Regions from separate parts of the Callithrix jacchus genome. Here region 1 is linked to region 2. The links are chromatin contacts, called in public Hi-C maps. All regions are on one chromosome and are shown on one strand. Each heading gives the region's core, a stretch centred on a gene start, on an enhancer-like site or on the middle of the called end of the contact. The rest is flanking DNA. Distances are from core to core; before and after follow the strand shown. Region 1 overlaps MAML3 (mastermind like transcriptional coactivator 3). Region 2 overlaps MAML3 (mastermind like transcriptional coactivator 3).

Region 1 (6,798 bases), core at 1,234-3,733, 330 kb after region 2:
GTTGCATCCTTTGATCCCAAGGGTCTCTACCTTTTTATTCTATGTCCATTCCTCTCACCACCCCCTTCCCATTTCTTTTTACTCCAGCATCCTCCTGGGTGGTCTGCTCAATTTAGACCAGATGCATGTTATGGTCAGTGGAAAAGTCAGAATCCCAGAGACGCCACCACCAGCTGTGGGACATCACACAAGTTCCTTAACGTCTCAGAAATTCGGGTTTTAAAAAAATATCAACAAAATGAGTTAAATATGGAGGTGAAAGACCCTAGGAGAGTATTTTGCAATGAGTAGGTGTCCCATAAATGTTACATTCTTCATATTTGAAGAACCCTTTCTATCAAAGGAAACTTTCCTCCAATCATAGCTTTTCATAGTTCACCTTATTACACCAGGGACTTGTAAGTTTAGCGATGTGTGATGCTGTCTTAGCAGCACATTATAATGAGTTGCATTATAATGAGTCGAATTATAGGGGACTCACTCCTTCCTCAGTCGTGGGTGCTCCTCAGCCTCCACAGCACAGTTGCAACTGAAGTAGCCTTTCCTGGAAGAATTGGCTCCTTCAGCCAATTCTTATAGAATTCTTGGGTTTGTATTGCAAACATCACTGGCCTAAGCAACCCTCCGAAAATTTTGAGAATTTTGTCCCAAGGCAGGAAACTTTGCAACAGAAACCTAAGCAACTCAGCACCCTGGCTTGCTTTTGAAAGTGCAGCTTTGCAATTTAATCAGGGCACAGGATTATTTGCCCCAATGATTCTCTATGGGACATCGTAATCACCTGGAGAGCTTGTTAAACCATCCCCAGAAGTTCTAATTCAGGAGGCCTAGAGGGGGAGCCTGGGAATTTGCATTTCTAACAAGCTCCCAGGTGGGAACTAATGCATTTGATCCTGGAACCACACTTTGAGAACCTCTAATTTAGTTCTTCGTTCAACTGGGGAGGTTTTAGAGTCTTCTTAGCTATTTCTTTTCTATGGCACTTCATTAACTATGTCACCTTCAAAATTTCCATTGTCAAGGAGTCTTATGAGTATGGTTTTCATTTCAGGGGGTGGGGACTGAGAGAGAGAGGTCATATGGCTTGCCTGCACCTCGGGCAGTCACAGCCAGGCGCCTCCGTCTAGCCATCGTGGGTGTTAGATTCATCCTGAGCTGCTCAATGACGTAAAACTGCTGCGCTCTTTGGCCCAGCAAGGTCATGTTAGCTTTCACCTCTGATACATACATCCGTCTTCTCAAACTTACTAATAAAACTTTCAACAGTATCTTTGCAGTGGAAAGCCTCTGGATTCTGGTGAGAGGTTGGACGTAGAAATCTTTTGATATATAAAATTTAATCGAAATCCCACTTGGGCTAAAGATTCATTCCTTAAAAAATTTTTTTACTTGACTCAGTTCAGTGTGTGTGTGTGTGTGTGTGTGTGTGTGTGTGTGTAGCATAGGTTTTCTAGGACATTCCTTTTGTTTATGCATTGCTTTATTTTTACTCTTTCCTGCCACGAAATATCCTCATCTCTGTCCCCGTGTCCTCCCCAGCCACTAACACGCACGGTATGGCGAGACCTGGGAAATGCGCCCTCGGGAGCACACCACAGCCTCGCCGGCTCCTGAGCGGCGCGCACCGGCCAAGGACCTCCAGAGCCCTTAGCGGGTCTCCCGAGCGCCCCCGCGCCGCCCCTGCCCGCGCCTGGGACCGCCTCGTGGGCTTCTTTGTTAGGGCCGCCTGCGCCGAGAGGCGGTCTCGGGCCTGCCGGCGGCGCACAGGCCCCATTCCTGACTTCTTAGCCGGAGTCCCCTAAGTACTTGTAAGCACATAGGCTCGAGTCGAGAGGCCAAATTAGGCCCCAGGGGACTTTTTCAATAAAATCCTAAATTTCATTTAGGCCGTTCGTAGGCCAAGCAGTTGCAAGGACTCTGAGCCGAAGAAGCCGCGCCGGGCCTACCCGAGGCTCGCTCCTTCCCTCCCCGCGCCGGCTTTGTGCAGCTGGGCTCCTGGAAACCAGGTCCCTCCCGGGCTGTCAGCCCTGGGGTCTGGTGTCCGCCACCCTCCCGCCCCTCTGTGGTCGCCACTGCCCCCGGACCCCACTCCCAGCCCTTCCGTTTCCTTCCACGTCCCCTTCCCGTGTCCTCCCCCGCCTGAGTTCTCCCTCCCCTCTGGCTGGAAGAAAAGTCGGTAATAAGAAACCAGTTCAGTGTCAGTCGGAGGAGGGGGGAGATAATCCCAGAGATACACCGCAATGGAGAGAGAACTCATTTTGTGTAAAGAGGGCCTCGAGTCACCAGGGAATTCCTGGATTGTCTCAGGCTGTCGTGTGTGATGTCCATCACGCCGTGCGAACACCATCTGCTCGGTATTATGCTCTCAGTTGCCAGGCTACCTGCTGTACGCAGTAACACTTGACTGCCTGGCTCCACGTTCGCAGCGCTCGCCCAGACGCGCTGGGCGGGGGCCGCGGAGGGGCGGGCGGGAGCCCTGATTAAGCCATCTGCGAGGGGAGGGGCGCGGGCGCGGCGGCGGCCGGGCGCGAGGCCGGGCTGACACCACCATCTGCTGGGGCGCTGGGAGAACGGCAGCTGCTCCGCGTTCCCCCGGCGAGGGACGCCTGGAAAAGGCTGAAAAGCCCTGGGCGTCCTCGAGCCCGTGATTCACGGGGTCCCCGTCACCCCAGCCTCCTCGCCACCGGCCGTCTTTTGTGATTCCCTGCTCTTTGGTTCGCTGCCAACAACGCCGGCCCCTCTCACCCAAACACTATGCATGTTCTTGAAAACACTTCAGAGAAATTAAAGCTTCCCTACGCACAGATTTATAAATAAACAGCTGGCTGTTCTTGGGAGATATTTTTACCATAGCTGTTTTTTGAAGTCGAAAACTGCCTGTTTGGGGGAGGTAAGGGTGCTCTTAACACCTCCTACCTCACTCTAGCCTTTAGAAAATTGCTAAGATCTTTTCCCTGGAAGAGAAGATATGTAAAGTAGGTTCCTTGGTTTTTATTTCTTTCTCCTTCCTTTATTTTACGGAAGAGTGAGAGGGTTAGGCGAGTAATGAAGATCTATGTAGCCAGTTGGATTTTTGAGGGGGAGAAACTGTATTAAGATTCTTAGGAGAAGCAAGGGAGGTCGTTGGGCAAGGAGTGGATTGGAGAACAAGCCAGTAATTACAACTAAAAATACTGCATCATTTGGCTTCAAGGCATTACATTCCACATGAGGAAAGCTCAGCCTGGTTTTCTCTAATTGCACAACACAGTGTGTGTCTTTCTTAGAAATGAGCAGTGGCTTGAAATCCTGAAATCTGACAGAAGATTTCTCATTAAGCCCTCTTAGACTGGAGGTTAAAGGAAGCCATGTAATAGGAAACAGTGGCCTCGGCCAGCTTAATGTATAAGGCAAGTCACTGAGTACATCTTCACACTTTGGAATATACATCAGAATCTGGGGCTGTAGGTGTGTCTCACCCACCGTTGAATGTGGCAGAGCTTGTTGGGAAAGTACTAAAGATGTTTCGTAGGGAGGGCAGTCCTTTAAGAATGCACCTAGTGCTGGGAGCAGTGGCTGCTGCCTGTCATCCCAACATTTTGGGAGGCCAAGGCAGGAGGACTGTTTGAAGCCAGGAGTTTAAGACCAGCCTGGGCAACATAGTAAGACCACCATCTCTACAATGAATTTAAAAATTAGCAGGGCATGGTGGCATTCATCTGTAGTCTCACTTACTCAGGAGGCTGAGGCAGGAAGATTGGTTGAGCCCAGGGGCTGGAGGTTGCAGTGAGCTGTGATCATACCACTGAACTCCAGACTGAGCAATGGAGTGAAACCCTGTCTCTAAAAAAAAATTAATAGAATAATACATACAGCCCTTCCTGCCTGTAGGTCTTCAGTGAGAACCCTAAGGCTAAACCTCTGGAAGGGAATTATTTGGGGAAACATATAATCGTGGGAAGTAATAACATGACTATCCTTTTGGGAGGGTTGTTTTTTTTTTTCACACTGTGCTTTTGAAGTTCTTTTTTTTTTTTTTTTTTTGGCCCAGGATGACAGGGGCAAAAAGTGATTTGATGTATTATCGTCACCCCATTTGCCTCTCCCTTTCTTTTCCCAGTGGAGGGGAGGCTGGGAAAGCAACACTTCTTCACTCCTTACCACTTCTAGGCACACTCCCCAGCTGTGCCGGCTGGTCGCACAGGACAAGCATATCTCAAAGTGCACAAAGATAAACAGGGCCCTCCCAGACCAGCCCTCTCAAAAAAATCAAGCTGAAGAAAATTTTATCTTCCCTTGGGCTTCATTTTCTTTCCAACTCTCTCCTCCTTATCAAAACTGAAAAGTATCAAATATACTGAGATAGAAAAAACAAACTGCATATCTGCATTTTTGCTGATTGGCTGTTTATATGTCAGTGTGAATTCATTTGTTAAAGTGTAAAGTCAATCAGCCATTTGTCCCTAAAGGTGGCAAGAAACAGATTTATTTCACTGGAAGGAAGGGCTTGGAAAATAGGTGGCAAATATTTGGGGGGAAAGGGAAGACCCTGAAATATCTAGACCCCTGCAAGGGTTAGTCCTGAAGTAAACTTTTTGGTAGCACGAAGGTTCCTGGCATTGTTTAGTATAAGATCTTTTTATTAACATCAAAAATATTTCCTAGCTATGTTTGTGTATGTATAGAGAAAATACACTAAGACAAAACGTTTTATTAATTTCAGCTACAGCATTTATGTATAAAAAATAGAATGCAGTACACTTATGAGAGACACACTGTATAGGTATACAGGCTGTTCTTAGGTGCACACTTAACACCATGAAGACACTGCCTGGGAGAGGCCTGAGCTAGTAGGAAGAGTACTGACTTGAGAATTAAAATTAGCATTCTACTTACTCATGTCACCAAATACCACCTGTACCCTGATAACTTATGGAAAATTTTTTTTAAAAAGCAAAGAAAAGCAATCTGTTTTTTGGTGTTTTTTGTTTTTTTTTTTTTAATTGCATTCCAGTTCTGCTAGTTCTGAGTCTACCATTCACAAATTGTGCGACCTGGGCTACTGCACAAACAAACCAGAGCGTCTTGGGTGATGGGTTGTTGGGTAAGAGGAGTAGCAGTTTGGTTTGGTTTTTGTTTGTTTTGCTTTTTTGTTTTGTTTGGAGGGAAGAAGAGCAACTGAAGATCCAGTTGAGGTCAGTCATACTAGAGAGGGAAGTCGGAATGGTTCTACACACCACAGAAGGAAGGGAGGAACACAGCCCAGGCTGTAGGGAATCAAATCCAGGACTGTCTCTCTCAGAGAGACAGAGAGAAACTTCACCTATTTGCTTTGAGAAAAAACTGCCAGCATGTTTAGCAGTATCTGCGTTGGAAAGGCAATAAAGTAAAAAGAAGAAAAATATTGAAATCCAGATGGAGTCTCGCTCTGTTGCCCAGGATGGAGTGCAGCGGCGTGATCTCAGCTCACCGCAATCTCCGCCTCCCAGTTTCAAGCAATTCTCTCAGCCTCCCAAAGTGCTGGGATTACAGGCATGAGCCACCACCCCCGGCTGGATTTAAAAATTGTTTAATGATAGAGTTATTCGCATTTGCTTCTTACTATTTAAGGTCTCATAGTAATGCTTCCCAAAATGACTGTGAATGTCCTTATATGTGTGCCCGTTTAATCTGTATCAACTCCTCTATGTTCACATTAATTACTTGAAACTTAAATGAGGAGGAATTTCTGCAGAATGTTCAGACAGTACTTGCCACTGCTAGGTAGGCTTCAGAGAACAAATAGGAAAGGAGGTGGCTAGAAACTGAATCTTTGGGCCACATGCCGTTTCTTCCCATTCGCTGTTTTTCCCTAATAGTCTACCCTGTCCAGCTCAGAGCACACACTTCGCCTCTGAGCACATTCTTCACGTAGTCACCTGGGCAGTGTGGAATTCGGTCTTTACTTAATTTACTTGGCCTCCTCTTCCCTAAGGACTAGTCCTTAGAAGTTGCCATCATTTGACTGGCTGACATATAATTATAGAATCAAGAGACCCAATCCAACACCCCACATTTAAATTATCCCAGACAGAGGAGACTCCATTCTATTTTTAAAGATATTAGGAGATTACATAGCTTTGGTCAGTGTAAAACATTCCCAGTTCTCCCCATCAGCAACTCTGGCCAGCAGGATTTTTCTTTTTGACATATATCAAAGCTCTCAAATGTTGCAACTTATTAGAATTCCATCAAATATCAGACCTGTTGATTAACAAATTCCTGCAGTTTTCTGTAAATGCCCCTCCTACTTTCAAAGAAGATGTCTATTTTTGGCCAAGTAGACATAAGAAATAAGGATTAACAGGTGAGGTCAGGATGTCTCAGACTTTAGGTGAGCTCAGCCTGAGGGCTCATTTCCTTTCCTTGGAGGAACACAGGATGTTAGTTGAAAATCCAGTCCATATGCAATAGTCAGTCCCATCTGAAACACACTGAACTTGGCCTTCGATTTCCCAGAGCCATGCTATCTTACTATCCATGTGGCCTCTCTAATTCTACTCAGGTAAGGTCGGTTGGAGGCTACTTTTATGGAAATGCAATGTTTGTCACTCACGACCCCTCCTGTCCATAAGCCGGGATTCCTGCCCTTTTCCCAGGGGTCTCCCTTCAAATGGCAGTGAGTCTCCATGGGGAATCCCTGAATCTGTCCCTCTCTTGTCCTCCCAGGAGCAGCATCCAGTTGGACTTCCCCGAACCACAGGCCCCATGCAGTCCTCTGTGCCCCCAGGCTCAGGTGGCATGGTCTCAGGAGCCGGTCCCGCAGGCCCCAGCTTCCTG
Region 2 (6,668 bases), core at 3,102-5,601:
TTTACAGAAAAAATATTTACTGGCCCCTGATATATTCAATCAACAATTTTAAAATAAATATAACCACGTGTGTATGTTGCCATGGTTGGTTTTGTTTAGACAAGTAGGATTGCATGGACCATATTGTGGCAAAGTTATTTGGATCTGACACGATGAAGTTAAGGTATCTCGAAGCTAGATGACCCAGAGGAGAAATGCAAGGATCAGGGAATGTAAAGTGATATGCTCCCAGACAGAATTACCTAATGTGGATGGGAATGGGAGAGCCAGATGTGAGACATTCCAAAGCAATAGTCCAAGGGGCATAATGAGTCACTGAAGAAGATGAAGGGGAGTAGTTAGAGTGACCCCAGTTTCCAGGTTGGTGCTGAAAGAATGCTGCTGCCGTGGAAGACATGAAAGTATTGGAAGGGGCCGTTTGGAGAGGCAAGTTTCCAAACAGCCTATCCGACGCTAAACCAGGGGCACCAGTTGTTGGTGGCTGCCGTTCATATTACTGTCTGAGGAATGTGTAACTGCCCACTGTCCTTATTTGTCTCGTTTCGTGATTGACTTAATATAACTTTTAGGATTTGAATGAGGGGGGATTCTGTGGGCCTCTTTCAGCCCTGTGTACCTCATAAGTGCTGTCCGTTAGGCTGATACTGGATATTGGATTTTCTGTAAAATGGTGTCTGGAAAAGAAATGATTCATGGAAACAAATTTGTCACCACTTACTCACTTTCCTTGTTAGGAGGAAATAGTTGCAGATATAAGAATAATTTGAGGGAAGGAGCTTTCTTATCAAATAGAAATATGTGGGTTTTTTGCCAGGCATGGTGGCTCATGCCTGTAATCCCAGCACTTTGGGAGGCAGAGGTGGGTAGGTCACCTGAGGTTAGGAGTTCAAAACCAGCCTGTGCAACATGGTGAACCTCCGTCTCTACTAAAATACAAAAATTAGCCCGATGTGGTGGCACATACCTGTAATCGCAGCCACTTGGGAGTCTGAGGCAGGAGAATCACTGGAACCTAGAAGGCAGAGGTTATGGTGAGCTGAGATCATGCCACTGCAATCTAGCCTGGGCAACAAAGTGAGGCTCAATCTCAAAAAAAAAAAAAAAAGAAAGAAAAAGAAAGAAATGTATGTTTTTTTTGAGGGACATTTAAGGATGCCATTTTGAACACCCACACCCCACTGAACAGATTTCTACATGGGGCCTAGATGATCCATGGCAGCGTCACAGAGCTACACTTTGCACACCCCACACAGGTGTGTGTTCAGGTGTGTTCTGCCAGTGGGAAATTCTATGGAAAAGAATGAAAATGTCACTGTTGTGCTATTAATTGGTTACATAGCTGGCTACCCCGCAGTGGCTCCACCTTGTGGATTGATGTCTCAGTGGAGAGCCAGCACAGCCGCTTTTCTGAGTATCCTTTCGCTTCATACTCATTTTAGTGCTACAACATTAGAGTTAGGCAGGTAGAGGTGGGTACATTTAGCCTTTTATTTAACTTATGTGTGAACCATTTCTGGGCTTTTCGTAGGTTTTACTTGAGGCTTGCACATTCTTATTTTTTTTCCTTAACCCATTTCATGAAAGCAACTGATAAATGAGGTCACAAAGTAAGAACTTAAAGAAGAGTATAAATAAGGGCCATCGCAACTCTGAGACAATAACACAAATGATCACACGGGGTGAGGCATCAGTAAGAGATCTGAGATCGTCCTCACAGGGATTCAGAGAGAATTGCCTGGTTCTGGTGGTCCAGTGGCCAAGTCACAAGCTTTACATCAGGAAGCCTGGTTCTTATCCTGGCACCTCCACCAGCTTGCTTTGTGACGTTGGGTAAACTGCTGAGCTCCTCTGTTTTCCAGCAGGAAAATGAGAATAGCACAATGTAACATCCAATTATTTCAAGTCTAATGTTTGGGAATAAAAAGCAAATATTTGCATAGCACTTCAAGCATCCAGAAAGAAGGGTGATATTTAAATTTTCAGCATTACTTGTGTTCTGTTCAATGTGTACCTATCTTGGTGAAGATTTGTTAGACAGTCTTTGTCAAAAATGAAACAAGCTATACCTCCTGAACCATTAAATTGATTAAATTAATTTTTTTTTTTTTTGAGATGGAGTCTCATCCCTTTCACCCAGGCTGGAGTGCAGTGGCTCAATCTCAGCTCACTGCAACCTCCGCCTTGGGTTCAAGTGATTCACCTGCCTCAGCCTCCCGAGTAGTTGGGATTGCAGGCATGCGCCACCTCTCCTGGCTAATTTTTTTGTGTATTTTTAGTAGGGACAGGGTTTCACCATATTGGCCACACTGGTCTCGAATTCCTGACCTCAGGTGATCCACCCGCCTCAGCCTCCCAAAGCGCTGGGATTACAGGCGTGAGCCATTGTGCCTGGCTTAAAGTATTAATTTTAAAATCTGACTTACTGCTCTTGGTGCCTTTAATATGGTTTTAAGTCAAGGGTTTCGTTAATGATTTTGTTTCTTGCCTTTTCTAGATTTATAGATGTTGTTCTCAACATATAGGTATTTTTGCTATGCCTTCAGAGCAGTATAACTTTGACTTCCATAATTAAATGAATTTCTTTCTCAATGGGAGGAAATTTCTGGCATCTAAATGCATAAAGTAAAAGGGATGGATTAATTAACATGCTCTTGTATAAACTAGAAGTGGAGTTTCTAGATACCATGATTGTACTAGTGTTTCATACCATATTTTTCTCTGCAGAGCGAAATTCAGTGGATACTGAGTAAAACTTTCATTTTTTTCCAGGATAACTTCATTGGGTATCAAAGAGGATTAACAAGTAATTTCAATGTCGTGATTCTGAAGGAGGTGTGGGCTCTGTGCAGACTTACGTTTTCTGTCCCTCTTGTATGGAATCACTGTGAGAGTTAGTCACTTTATAGATTGAGAGTGTGTTGTATCCCCATGAGTGAGGACTCCTGCCTATAGAAGGTCCTGACTTATAGGTTCAGAGGCCATCCTTAGAATGAGAGGGCTGAACATTTCCTTCTCCAGGTGTTAGCCCAGAGCAGAGAGAAATGTGTTCTGTGGAGCCCACAGCAGTGGAACAAATGGCTGCTTTGGAGAACCTGGGAGGTGGTGTGAGGATGTACAGCTGTACCCCGAGCAGTAGGTGTCACTGTAGTCAGTGGCTTTTACTACTCAGAGCCTAAGGGGTTAATTGGGTCTGGTTTAGAAGAACAGACACAGGCCCATCTGTGCCTTCTGACAAAGTGTTGGGCTTTGTCTCTAGGACACCAGTTGACTCCAATGAAAGACCCAAGTTGACTCCCATTTCTTCTCTAAGAATGAAAGAAGGATGCTTTCCCATTTATATTTTAGGGTCTAAGGCTAGGATCTTAGATGTTATGGGGTGGGATGGGTTGGGATAGATAAGTAGGTGAGCTAATCCTTCTAAAGTTTGATGGGGAGACCTAGAATAGAGAGGAAGGAAAATTCTATTAAGAGAAATGAAAGAATATAGAATAGCAGAATACATTTCCTTGTTGTTATTGGCACTGAGCCCTGTTATATTCAGGCAGTTTGAGCTTTTAGAACTTCTATCAGCATCCTTCTTAGAAATTTCCCTTTTACCACAAAGGAGGCAAAGGAAAAAAAGTCTCTTTCTAGCAGAGATGTACTTCTCTTTTGCCACCTTCCACTCCAGAAAGTTAATTTTCAAATGCTAAAATGGAATTTAAGATTTAGAAATAGCTACTGTGTTGACTAATTTTAAAAAAATCCTGTAATTACGTAGCCAATTCCTTTTTCAAGTACACCCAATTTTACTTTTTCTTTTCTAGTAGCACCCTGGTGTGAAAACAAAGTAAAACCGAGTAAACTCACTGCAGAGTTTTAGATGCATCTTATCTCTTATTTTTTTGCCTAGATAACCATCTTTCTCTCCACCCACCATCCAGGCAGCACAGTGTAGTTTGTCCTTTAAAAAAATGAAGGCAACGTGTATGATTTATATGTAGATACTCATTAAAAATAACTCCTGTCCAGTCTTTGCTCTTCCCCCATAACCTGCCTGTTGGTTGTTGTTAACACCCTGATTAAGCCTTGCTCTTAATAGTACAATATATTAAGCTCAGCCTGCTCTCTTCCCCCCTCTGTCTCCCTGTGAGTGAGTAGCTCATTTTAAACCATCCGCACACTTGCTGAGCCAGGTGGCGTTGCTTCCTGCCTCTCCTGCTCGCTGTTGCTAAGTGAGAGGCACCATATCATACATAAAGCTGAACCAATAGCATCCTGACCCCCATAGGCTGGTAAAAGCTGAAGAAAGAGAATCCCACAGCGTTGTCTGTGACCGGTGGGTCCTCCTCTCCCTCCCACCTTTTCTTTTCCAACAGGAAAGGGAGGCGGCCAGGGAGATGGTAGGAGGAAGAGGGAAGAAAGAATGGGGGAGGTGAATCCTAATATGCCTTGCAGTACTTGAGATAAATGCCATTTTTTTCTTTGTGAAGAAAAGGAATGGTAGCTTCTCTTGTGCAATCACAGCCCAGCAGATGCGCTTCTTTCTGCCCCCAAACTGCCTGTGTTGACAAAGCTCAAACTCTGAATAAGATGTCTGTTGACCTGCATATCTGCTTTGCTCCTCTCTCTTTCTCTCTCTCTTGCTATGAATCCTTTAATCCCCACAGTTTTGCAGATCTTGGCACCCCTGTTCATTCTTCCTCTTCATCTTTCTTGTTTCATTTCTGTCTCACAGTATTCTTTCTAGAATGCATTTCCTTTGAATATAAAAATTAGCAAAGAGTATTTTGTATATCGTCTTGTGAGGAAGTCATCAGATCATCCTAGGGAATGGGGCAAGGGAAGAGGAATATTTATAAAGGGGATTTTTAAAAACTCGTTAAGATTTTCAGTCTTGGCAGGGTCTAAGCAAGTACAAAGTGAAATGTGAAAGGCTGTTCTTAACTGGATAACTGCCAGTATAGACAGCCAATGGTATAGTTGAGATTACACAGAGGAAATGACCTTTCTCCTGTAATTACCTGGATATTTTAGGCAACATCAGACCCAAGTTACCTGGGTAATTATGGCTTCATAGATTTGAACTTAGGACAAAAGAGATTCCAGTGAAGTTTTCCACGGAAAACATTTGCTATCTTTGGTAATAAACATAGTGAAGGCACCCACTGTTTTTGCAACCATGTGAAGCCCTGTTACAAGACTTTCTTCAGTTCTATGCCTAGTAGGTTCCCAATAAATTTCTCCTGACCTTTTGGAGATGGCTTTATTATTTGGTCACTTGTAGGCCTTTTGAAAAAATGACCTGTGTTTATTTCTGAATGGGTATTGAGGTTTCCTGTAACCTCTTCCTGAATTTGCTCGTGTTTTGGGAGGATATCAAAGGAATGATATTCATGTTTAAACTGTCTATTTCCCTCAAGAAACTTTCCTTTCATTCTTGAAAGGAATTTTCTGGCCCTACTACTGGGCCAGAAATCCAGTCCACTTACTCAGGATCACACAGAAAAGTGATCATTATTCTCCTGTTCCACCTGTTTTTTCCCAGCATTTACACTAATTTTTGTCTGGTTGTTTGAACCAAAACTAAAATGTTTTCTTAAAGGAAAGTATGTAGGGTCAGATTAAGCAAAAGAGAAAAGCCTTATCAAATGTTGAGAACTGGATTTTTTGTTGTTGTTGTTCAAAGAGCCTATCTTTTTCTTATTATCATGAACTTAAAGATGGTCAGTGCCGTCATTGCTGACTTACAATATTTAAAGCTAAAATTCGTAGGCAGTCTTCAAACTTCATTTCATTTCATTTCAGTCTCCTCCAAGCGAAACCAGAGCTATTTACAGGTAGCCAAATGCTCAGATCTGAGCAGCGCCTCCATCTTCTGCTGTGCCCATTTTTTGGGGGGAAGGTGTAAATAACAAACTCAAGCTCCAAGAGCGGGCAATGAAGTTTAAAAATAAAGGACTGGCCGCCAAGTCCTGTAAAACTGGCTTGTCCTGCAGTTAGCCGGCAAGCCAGTCAGGATATTATTAGGTATTATTCATTCATCGCTCTTCTATTTTGTGCTCAGCCCTTTGCTGAGAGTTTGGAGCTGGAAGCGCAGCGTGAACCACGTTCTGGCTCCGCGCCTTCATCTCTGGGTTGCAGTCCTCTCAGTTTCACCAACTTCATTATTCAGATACAGGCGCTGCGCTTCCGCCAAGTAAACCTGCCAGGACCAGCTCTTCTTGCTTCTCTTCTTCTTCCTGGTGTGTAATTCTCTGCCTTCAAATCCCTGCTTCACACCCACCTCGGCTGCCCTGAATTTCCTAACTCAGCCAGCCAAGCACAAATCCCTCTAAGTCCCTCAGCGCGTTCCTCCCAAATCCGCACTTGCCCAACAGTCTGTCTAGGCACTAGCTGTGACATCGCCCTGGATACCTGATCAGGGCAATGATACCTCTGCTTTGTCCCCCTGTGCCTTTGCTTAGGCTGCGCCCTCCTTTCAGACCGCTTCTCCCCTCATCTCTCCCTGTGGAAATCTTGGCCTCAAAAGCCTATCTCAGATGCAGTTTCTTCACTGAAACTCTTCTCCTAGTCTCTTCCACTCACACTTCATCTTCCAGTCCTTCGAAACACCATGGCCACTTTTTTCCGACCTCTCCTTCAGAACTTTCCATCTTCTACTTAGAGTTGTCTTTACAGTACACTTG

What was found. A called contact is a pair of places that touch in the nucleus more often than the background predicts.
Region 1: a contact with region 2 is called in a Hi-C map of skeletal muscle, with 9 times the contacts expected there. The contact joins two enhancer-like sites. A contact is called at or near these places in 3 of 3 Hi-C or Micro-C datasets (induced pluripotent stem cells and skeletal muscle).

What each region holds. Positions count from the first base shown.
Region 1 is chr3:57,237,883-57,244,680 of calJac240_pri, forward strand. It overlaps MAML3 (mastermind like transcriptional coactivator 3), which reads left to right. Exons shown (of 5, transcript XM_008992687.5): 3 at 6,688-6,798. It overlaps MGST2 (microsomal glutathione S-transferase 2), which reads right to left. Exons shown (of 6, transcript XM_035292922.3): 6 at 4,951-6,798. Among named protein-coding and RNA genes, the nearest start is that of MGST2, 67 kb to the right of the region's middle. Within about 2 kb of position 2,484, at least 15 of the 16 cell types and tissues checked have an H3K27ac peak or open chromatin away from gene starts, as enhancers often do. A contact at or near this core is called in skeletal muscle, where this site is marked.
Region 2 is chr3:56,903,725-56,910,392 of calJac240_pri, forward strand. The region is part of intron 1 of MAML3 (mastermind like transcriptional coactivator 3); the gene reads left to right. Among named protein-coding and RNA genes, the nearest start is that of MAML3, 110 kb to the left of the region's middle. Within about 2 kb of position 4,352, at least 7 of the 16 cell types and tissues checked have an H3K27ac peak or open chromatin away from gene starts, as enhancers often do. A contact at or near this core is called in skeletal muscle, where this site is marked.